Linked DNA regions of Sus scrofa: region 2 is linked to region 1. A link is a contact called in public promoter capture Hi-C data. All regions are on one chromosome and are shown on one strand. Each heading gives the region's core, a stretch centred on a gene start, on an enhancer-like site or on the middle of the called end of the contact. The rest is flanking DNA. Distances are from core to core; before and after follow the strand shown.

What was found. Promoter capture Hi-C pulls out the DNA fragments that hold promoters and counts their contacts.
Region 2: a contact with region 1 is called in a promoter capture Hi-C map of fetal liver, with 2.6 times the contacts expected there. The contact joins the promoter of EML5 here to the promoter of PTPN21 in region 1. A contact is called at or near these places in 1 of 5 promoter capture datasets (fetal liver) and 1 of 2 datasets of contacts at active chromatin or transcription factors (alveolar macrophages).

Annotation. Positions count from the first base shown.
Region 1 is chr7:110,452,540-110,456,910 of Sscrofa11.1, reverse strand. It overlaps PTPN21 (tyrosine-protein phosphatase non-receptor type 21), which reads left to right and starts at 3,091. Exons shown (of 20, transcript XM_003356769.4): 1 at 3,091-3,172.
Region 2 is chr7:110,702,887-110,707,302 of Sscrofa11.1, reverse strand. EML5 (echinoderm microtubule-associated protein-like 5) reads left to right here and starts at 1,851. Exons shown (of 45, transcript XM_021099592.1): 1 at 1,851-2,497. The coding sequence starts at 2,301.

The sequences.
Region 1 (4,371 bases), core at 1,842-4,341:
GCAGGAGCGGCCCAAGAAATGGCAAAAAGACAAAAAAAAAAAAAAAAAAAAAAATTACCTTCATATGAAGAAGAATATATAATTTGCCACTTCTGGATAACAAGAGGAGGTAAAGATACAGACGTGTAATTGCTTATTGAGTCACAGAATATATCTAGACGGGTACACAGGCTTATGGTAACACACACCAGTTAACCCCAGGAGGAGAGCAGGCAGGGTAGGAAGGGACTTTTTGCTTAATATTATTTTGTATCTTCTGGTGTTGAACTATATAAATAACTTCACTTTCTTCCATACAAACACAAGCCAATAATAATTTTATGCGGAACACTTCGTAGGCGTTTTCGAGTGGCTTGCCTTGGGATGTTACTGTCAAATTAACGTGGTTGAGGGAAAATAGAACTTAAGCACTTGGTCAGTAAATGGCACTTGTGGACTGTGAGGGAGGAAGCTCAGCTCAGTGCCTAGCATGGTTGGGGTTTTATGATCATTTTCTATTTTTAAAATTCTTTCATTTTCTTCCCAATTCAATTAACACGTTTTTATTTAGTGCCTACTCTCTGCCCAGTGGTGTCCTAGGAATTCTAGGAGATATAAAAGAAGCCTTCATGAAACCCTTTTTTAAAGTTCTTGCCAAGTGTGGGGATCACTGTGGAATGGGGTAGTTAGCGAGTTGTCTTGGAAGCAGAGCTCTGAGTTGAGGCTTGGAGGGAAACAGAAGGTTTAGACAAAGGGAAGGGGGGCAGGAAGTGCTCTGGGCCAGAAGAAACAGCTTGATGGGGGCATTAGGGGAGAAGAGAGAAATAAGGATGATCAGACAGGCTGAGGCTAGTTTAGAAAGGCCCTAAGGGTCAGGCAGAAAAGCTTGAACCTCAAGGGTCCGTTCGGAGTGAGAAACCACAGGGAGAGGTAAGCCTGGTATTAGCATAGGAAGAAGAGAGAGTGGAAAGCAGAGGCAAAGACACCACCCTTGTTGCAATAATCCAGATTCAAAATGATGAGGACGAAGGTTTGGATTACAATGGTGGTGGTGGGAGGTGTTCAGGAACAAAGAGGAAAGAAAACTGGTGAGACATTTCAAAGGAGGGAGTATCAGCTCTTGATAATAGGCTGCAGATAGAGAGGGGAAGATTCACACATAATTCAGTTTTTCTAGTTTGGGAGACCAGAAGTGACTCATTTTCTCTTTTCTTTCCTTGCACACAAATTGATCCCGTCATAGTGTCTGGGTGAAATAGCAATTATAAGCAGAATTATTTCTACTTAGAAACATATATAATCTTTTTTTTCCCCCTCAATGGCCACACCCACAGCACATAGAAATTCCTGGGCCACACAACTGCGGCAACATGGATCCTTTAACCTACTGTGCTGGGCTGGGGATTGAACCTGAGCCTCCACAGTGACCCAAGCCACTGCAGTTGGTTTTTTCTTTTTTTTTTTTTTCTTTTCTTTCTATGGCCCGCACCTGCAGCGTATGGAAGTTCTGGGGCTGAGTAGAATTGGAGCTGCAGCTGTGGCCTACACCAGATCCTTAACTCGCTGAGCTGAGCGATGCCAGGGATCCCACCTGCATCCTCAGATAGTCAACATTCGGGTCCTTAACCCATTGAGCCACAGCACGAACTCCTGTAGTCAGACTCTTAACCCACTGCACCACAGCAGCAGGAACTCTGAAACGCATGTAATCTTATTTGCCTTGAGCTCTGTTATCCAACCTGAGTCTTGCCTGGGGTTTGTTCTCCCATAGTACTCATACCTCTAGGATAGTGCCTCCACTTAGGCCTTGTTTGTCCTGTATATGTGCGGTGTGTAGGTTTATCACCCACTAGACCAGAAGTCCTTTATGTGCAGGGATCATGGGTATGTACTCCATAGGGTCTGTTAACTGTTGAAGAAAATGAGATCTAAATGGAATGCAAGATAAGACAGCTTTCCAGAACTACCAAAACATTAAAAAAATCATAAATTTAAATAATTAAAGTTCCTCACTCAAACCACATGCCAAGGAAAGATGGAACACCCTACTCTGGTGTTAAGGCCACACACTTTTATTCCTTGGCTTAAGTGCTGCAATGCAGTAATAATAATAATATGGTGTGATAATACCATGTAATAATAAAATTGCTAAAGGGCCTAGAATGAAACGAAACCCTTCACATATATTTTAAACAATTTACTGGATAGTGATTATTATTATTACCATTTTATAGGCGAGGAACGGGCATAGAAAGGTTAGGAAATTCGCGCAAGGTCACCCAGGTAGTAAGTGTTGGCACTGAGATTTGAACCCAAACAACTTGAACCCAGAGCTCCCCATCCCTAAGAGAGCTACTTTGTATTGCTTATGCTTACAGCACTTTCTGAAGACCCACAGGTTATTTGAGGCGTATCACCTTATTTTGGGGGAGGGGATTTGCCACCCTGCACTAATCAGTGCTTTCCTTTTTTATGGGGTCTGTCCTTATTCGTAAGCGCGGGTGGAAGAAACCTAATATGTGAACTGTTTTCAGAAATGTAGAAGAGTAAACGACCGACTCCAGCAAAAAGAACATTTTACTGACCACCTGATGACAACAGGGGAATGAAATCCTTTACCTGGCACTGAACTAAGATCCCCCTCCCCTCATTTTTATTAAAAGCCTAAATAAAGTTGCTTTATTTGGCAACTCTTAAAATAAGTGGTCATATGATTAAAAAAAGCAGCGGCGCGCCCCCTCCGCGGCGGCCGGGCGCAGCTGTCCGCGCCTCCCCCGCCCGCATTCCAACTCTCTGAGGTCACAGGCCGCCGCCGCCTCCCCAGATCCGCCCGCCCGACCCAGGGGGAGGGACGCCCGGCCCTGACCGCTCCGCTGCTCCCGCCGCGCGTCCCGTGCCGGTCCGCCCGTCTTCCTGCCGCCCCGGCCCCCGCCTGGCTTCTTTGTGCGGCGCCGCGGGCCGACCGGTCCCACCTCCGGGCCTCTCCCCTTGCCGCGGCCGCCGCGGGACTCTGCGCGGGGGAATGGTCTGCGGGCCGAGTTTGCGGAGACAGGAAGTGAGGCGTGCGAGCCCCATGAGCGCGCCGCGGCGCGGGCTGGCTTGCGGGCGCGGCTGCGGCGGCCGCGCGGCGGGGCCCCGGGAGGCGGGCCGCTGAGCGGGGCGCGCGGCCCCGAGGATGCGGGAGCGGGAGCAGGTGAGGGAGCGGGGCCCCGGCCAGCGGGCGGAGGGCGGGCGCCGGGCTGAGCGCTGGGGTGTGTCCGGGAGCCGGGACCCCGGAGCGCGTCTGCTGGCCCCGAAGCCCTGGAGGATGAGTCTCGGCTCCCAGACCGAAGGCAGGAGCGAGCGTTAACAAAGAGAAAAGTCTTCCTTTCCCAGCTTCTCCCTGATCTACTTAAGTAATTTCTAAAGGAGGTCTTGAACTTCTTTTCTGAACTCCTTGGCTGATTGCAGCGGCTTATTTCTGGGTTAGGGTTTTAGAAGTCTTAGGCATATTTGTGCCTCTCGGAATATCAAGTGCGGTTTGCCAGATAACTTTGGCAAGTAGGGAAGGACTGTTCGCTGGTGATGACTTGTTTTGTTTTTGGAGTAAAGAGTGTTTACTCGGGAAGAAAGAATTCTTGGGGCTGCAAATTCTGACCTGTGATTTCTGCAGATCCTAATTAGATTGGCCGCTTTTGGCATGCTCGTCTTATTTTCTTTTTTGCTGAGAGAGCCTTATAATAATAGCGTGTGCTCGGAAACATGTTCACAACACTCCGTGTGCTCCAAGTGACAACCGCTGTATGCCTAATGGTTGCTGAAAGATTTTTTTTTTTAAGTTTGGGATGTGATAGAAATTTTACTCTGAAAATAATAGTCTTATGGCTAGGACATTTTAATCTTGAGCTCGAGGCATAAACTTTTTTTCAGGAGAAACATGCGTTTGATTTAATGCTATAGATCTATATATTAACTCTAAAAATATCATTATGCTTTTTAGTGATTGTTTTATTTTAAAGCGTCGTTGGCAAAATTACATGTCCTGAGGACTTCAGCAACAAAGGGGGAAATTACAGGATTCAGAATTAAAGTGTATCTGAGAAACTTTTGAAGGGGGATGTGAAAACATTAAAATGAATTCACAAATACCCCAGACTGACTTTTGAAAACTTTGAATTTAATATGTACCTGTTTTCTTATTACATAACACAATGATTTTTGTAAAAACAATCTTACTTTCTCCTTCAAAAGCTAATTATGAATTTTCCGTTTACTTTAGTAGTTAGGTAAGTTAATAATTCTAGACCTAACTACCTTTCAAATTAATTCATATTATTTTACATTGAAACAGACCCCCCCCCTGCAAACAGCATCATAAATTTCTACTCATAACTTTGACATCATTTGGTAGCA
Region 2 (4,416 bases), core at 602-3,101, 250 kb before region 1:
TGTGTACCTTAGGCTATAGTCCTCAGTTTAGTTCAAATAAAATTCTTTTCTGTTTCTATTATAAATTGGTTTGTTGATTATTTCCATCAATAGTTTTATAGCTAATCACTCCGGGATAACAAAAATAATAAATGTAAAAATAATAAACACAAATTTACGAATGCTTATGAAGTTTCTATATCGTAGTTTTTCCTATATCATAGTTTCTCATCACTCACATGATTATTATGAAATAAAAATTTCTGAATGATCAGAACTTTCATGAAGTTCCTACTGTATTTTCTACATCATAGCTCCTCACCACTCTGTTAGATGATTGTTATGATTACACTGGATGCAATTTCTATTTTCAGCCTTCCTGGTGGAGTTCTCCAAATCTGCACACTCCTTCGCAGTTTATTTTTCATGACATTTAAGCAAATTCTCTCCTCTGAGATGAACCTTCTTCTCTGCATGTAGACTAGAAGTCATAACCTAAACTGAAGAGGTATCCTCTTGTGTCAAGTTGGTAATTTACATCTTCGAGAAAGTATAGAGAGTGAGTAACATCCATTCCAAGGTATGAGTACCACCTAGGAAACCTCATCTCTGTGGAATCATGTTTCTTAAAAGGATGTTAGTTTATTCTAGCTTTTGTCATATTTACAAGTTCTGGAACTTCACAGGGAAATCAAAACAGTGATTTTTTTTGGACAAAGAAAATTCATATTAGTATTTCATAAGTTAGTATTTCTTGTAGTACACCTTATGGCCATCATTCTGCACTTAAAACTTTTTATAATACAGATTTCAAATTATTTTTACAGGTTTTGGTGAATCGTGGCCATATTCCTGTGAGAATGGGGGCACTTACTATACAGTAGGAGGGGAACTGACAGAGGAATTCATTGCTCCCAGTACATGCGTTTACAGGCCCATTCCCAGGATCATAAGACTCAAGCTATCTTATTCCAACATCCCTACAATGCAAGAAGTATCAAGCGTTTACTGGTGTTCACGGAGTTCCCGCTGTAGCTCAGCAGTAAGGAACTCAACTAGCATCCATGAGGATGCAGGTTCGAGCTCTGGTCTTGCTCAGTGGGTTAAGAATCCATCCTGAGCTGTGGTATAGGTCACAGAGGCAGCCTGGATCCCACTTTGCTGTGACTGTGGCATAGGCCAGAAGCTACAGCTCAGATTCAACCCCTAACCTGGGAACTTCCATATGGATGCGGTCCTAAAAAGACAAAAAAAAAAAAAGTTTAATGGTGTTCAAAATAGTAATTAAAAGAAATAAATTCAGGTGCCATTGTTATTAAGAAATAGGATCTGATGTCATTTTACTATCTAAATTCTACCTTTAGCTTTGAGGGCAAACAAATAAGCAAGTGTGCACCTCAGAAGTTAGGTTTTATCCCCACTCAGTGTCTACTATCCTGAGTACTATGAAGCAGTCAGGAAACACACACACACAGTATTAAGGAGGGGGAAAAAAAGAGGTTAACATCCTGATTCTTCCGTGCATAATAAGCGTACCCTAAATCGGGTGCAGGGGCCTTCCGGCGAGAACTCCCAGCAGCAGGGGATCCGGGTAGCTGAGAGTCTGCCCGAGCCTGGGCAGCTCCGTGAGCGCTCAGTGCCCCGCGAGGACGGAACATAGGGCGGCTGGGGTCGTTAGTCCTGACCGAGGTAGCGGGACTAGACATCAACGGAGAGCTCCAGCGGTGGTGCCCGGGAGCTGCGAGAGCCTGGGTGCTCCTGGGCGGCTGGGAGGCGGGGAGGAGGGACGAGCGTGGGCGGCGGCGGCAACGGCGGCGAGGGGGCGGGGCCGCGCGAGGGCGCGCGCTCGCCGCTTTCCTGGGCGCGCGGGCGCGCGCGCCGCGCTGTGGGACGAGGCCGCCGCGCGACGCGGACGCCGCAGGTGACCCGGCCGAGGAGCCGGGTGCGCTGGCGGCGGCTGAGGAGTGGAGGTGGGAGGCGGGCCCTCGCTTGGCTAGGCTCCCGGCTTGGGCACTGCGGGCTGAGGAAAGGAGGCGAGCTGAGGCGGGCGAAGAGCGCGCGGCAGCCCCTTGTCAGCCGGCGGCGTCCGCGGCCCTCAGCATGTTCTGCGAGGCGAGGGTTTTCCTCCCGCCCGTGGGCTGAGGCGGCGCCGGCGGCGGCCGGGAGACGCGACATGCACCTGCCAGGCGCGGCTTAGAGGACGCGGCAGGCGGCGAGTCCCAGCCGCCCGGGGGAGGGCTTGCTTCGCCCGGCCGCCGCCGCCTCCCGCTTCCCGCCTCCCACCGCGGGCCCGAGCGGAGCGGCGAGGTGGGCGCCCCGACATGGCGGCCCGGAGCGCCCCGAGCTGCCACCTGCGGCTCGAGTGGGTGTACGGCTACCGGGGCCACCAGTGCCGCAACAACCTCTACTACACGGCGGCCAAGGAGATCGTGTACTTCGTGGCGGGCGTCGGCGTGGTGTACAGCCCGCGGGAGCACCGGCAGAAGTTCTACCGGGGCCACAGCGACGACATCATCAGGTACGGAGGGCCGGGGGTGACCGCTGTCCCCCTGCGACCCGCGCGCAGAGTTTGCGCCTGCTGGTCCTTCTAGGTGCCCACGAACCGCTCTTGCGGGGCACAGCCCCCCGGGAGAGAAACCACAACCATCTGGTCCCGAATCCTCTCTATTAACACCGGATAAAACCCTTTCTCCGTCTTCGTGTTCTAGAGTCTCTCTCTCTGTCTGTCTCTCTCTCGGGTTGGTGCGGTGACACCAAGATCTCGGATGTGCCGGGTGCTCGCTTTTCTGGCTTGTACCCTTCTCCCTCCATCAGATTTATGGAAACAGCAAAAAGAGTGTGTTGGTAACATTTCACTTTTTAAAATCCCATCGGAGGTTTCCTATTAAACGAATTCTTAACGCGCCAGGGGGAGGTCCTGCACCTAGTAAAGAACTGATAAAAGTACCGTAAGCTGTAGGCTGGTCCTGGGGAGCGCGCTCAGGGTGGCATCCTGCAGGGCACTCCTCTCTTGGCTGTAATCGTTAGTTCGGGTTTCACTGCCTGCTATTATCAGCAGATAAAAAAGAAACCCTGGCAACCTTCAGGCAATTCATTGGACTTTTAAATTTGCACACCTAAAAGCAATTTAGGTAGGTTTGGGCTGGGTTTGATTCGAGGAAGGTACTAAAATAATTGATTCCCAATTCTCTTGTTTCCTCTTCAATAAAGCACTGCTAAATAAGCTTATTTTTGTATTTTTTTTTTTACTTAAGTCACAGTATTATTTTTCCATTTTAATTCGTATTTGAGCGGTATCTTAAAGTTGGTGCCACTGCTTGTTTACATTTCGGTAGTGAGCGGTATGTTTGAAATGTAATTTTTCAATCAGTGCCTCTGCAGAACTTTTTTGGCAAATAAAGTTAAAAGCTTCAGAAATGATTCCAGGCCATTGATTATTGCCTCAAGCACAGAATATTTGTCATTGACAGAAGGAGAATGTATTTTAAAACATTTTGAGACTGTGTGTGCACTTCTGGTTTTGTTTTGTTTTTTTGGTTGTTTAAATTTCTGTGATTGGATTTGATTACTCAGTTTTATCCTTATATCTATATTTCACAGGATTTAAATTGTGCTTTTTTTGTTTGTTTGTTTGGACTCACTCTGGCACGTGGAAATTCCCAGGGCAGGATCAAACCCTTGCAACAGCAGCAACCTGAGCCACTGCAGTGACAATGCTGGCTCCTTAACTTGCTCCTAGCTAGGCCACAAGAAACTCCTAAATTGTGCATTTCAAATCCAATATCATGGATTTGATGTCTTGTAGGTAAAAAGCTCTGGTTCTTTTTTTTTTTTTTTTTTTTTTGTCTTTTTGCTATTTCTTTGGGCCGCTCCCGCGGCATATGGAGGTACCCAGGTTAGGGGTTGAATCGGAGCTGTAGCCACCGGCCTACGCCAGAGCCACAGCAACGCAAGATCCGACTCGCATCTGCAACCTACACCACAGCTCACGGCAACGCCAGATCGTTAACCCACTGAGCAAGGGCAGGGACCAAACGGCAACCTCATGGTTCCTAGTCGGATTCGTTAACCACTGCGCCACGACGGGAACTCCAGCTCTGGTTCTTAAATTCCATAAATAAATAAGATCTTTTACTTTGCATGTCTGTACATTTATGCTCTATAAGGGGGTAAAGGAGCCTTAGGACAAACAAGAGGTAGGACCAGATGGAGTGAAGATAAGGAGAACAGAAACTGAGATTGTGGAATAGGAAATAAGACAGTGCTTTGGGTTTATTTGTTTGTTATTATCCACCCCAAGAGTAGAATTTACCCCAGTTCTTTGTCTTTTTCCCTGATCCTTTCTGGTCTTCTTTTCCATGTGTTCGGTCTCTCACAGTACAGGGGATAGTAGCTTTACCTCCTGGAAGCAGCTTTGATGGAAGCCCTCCTCCAGAG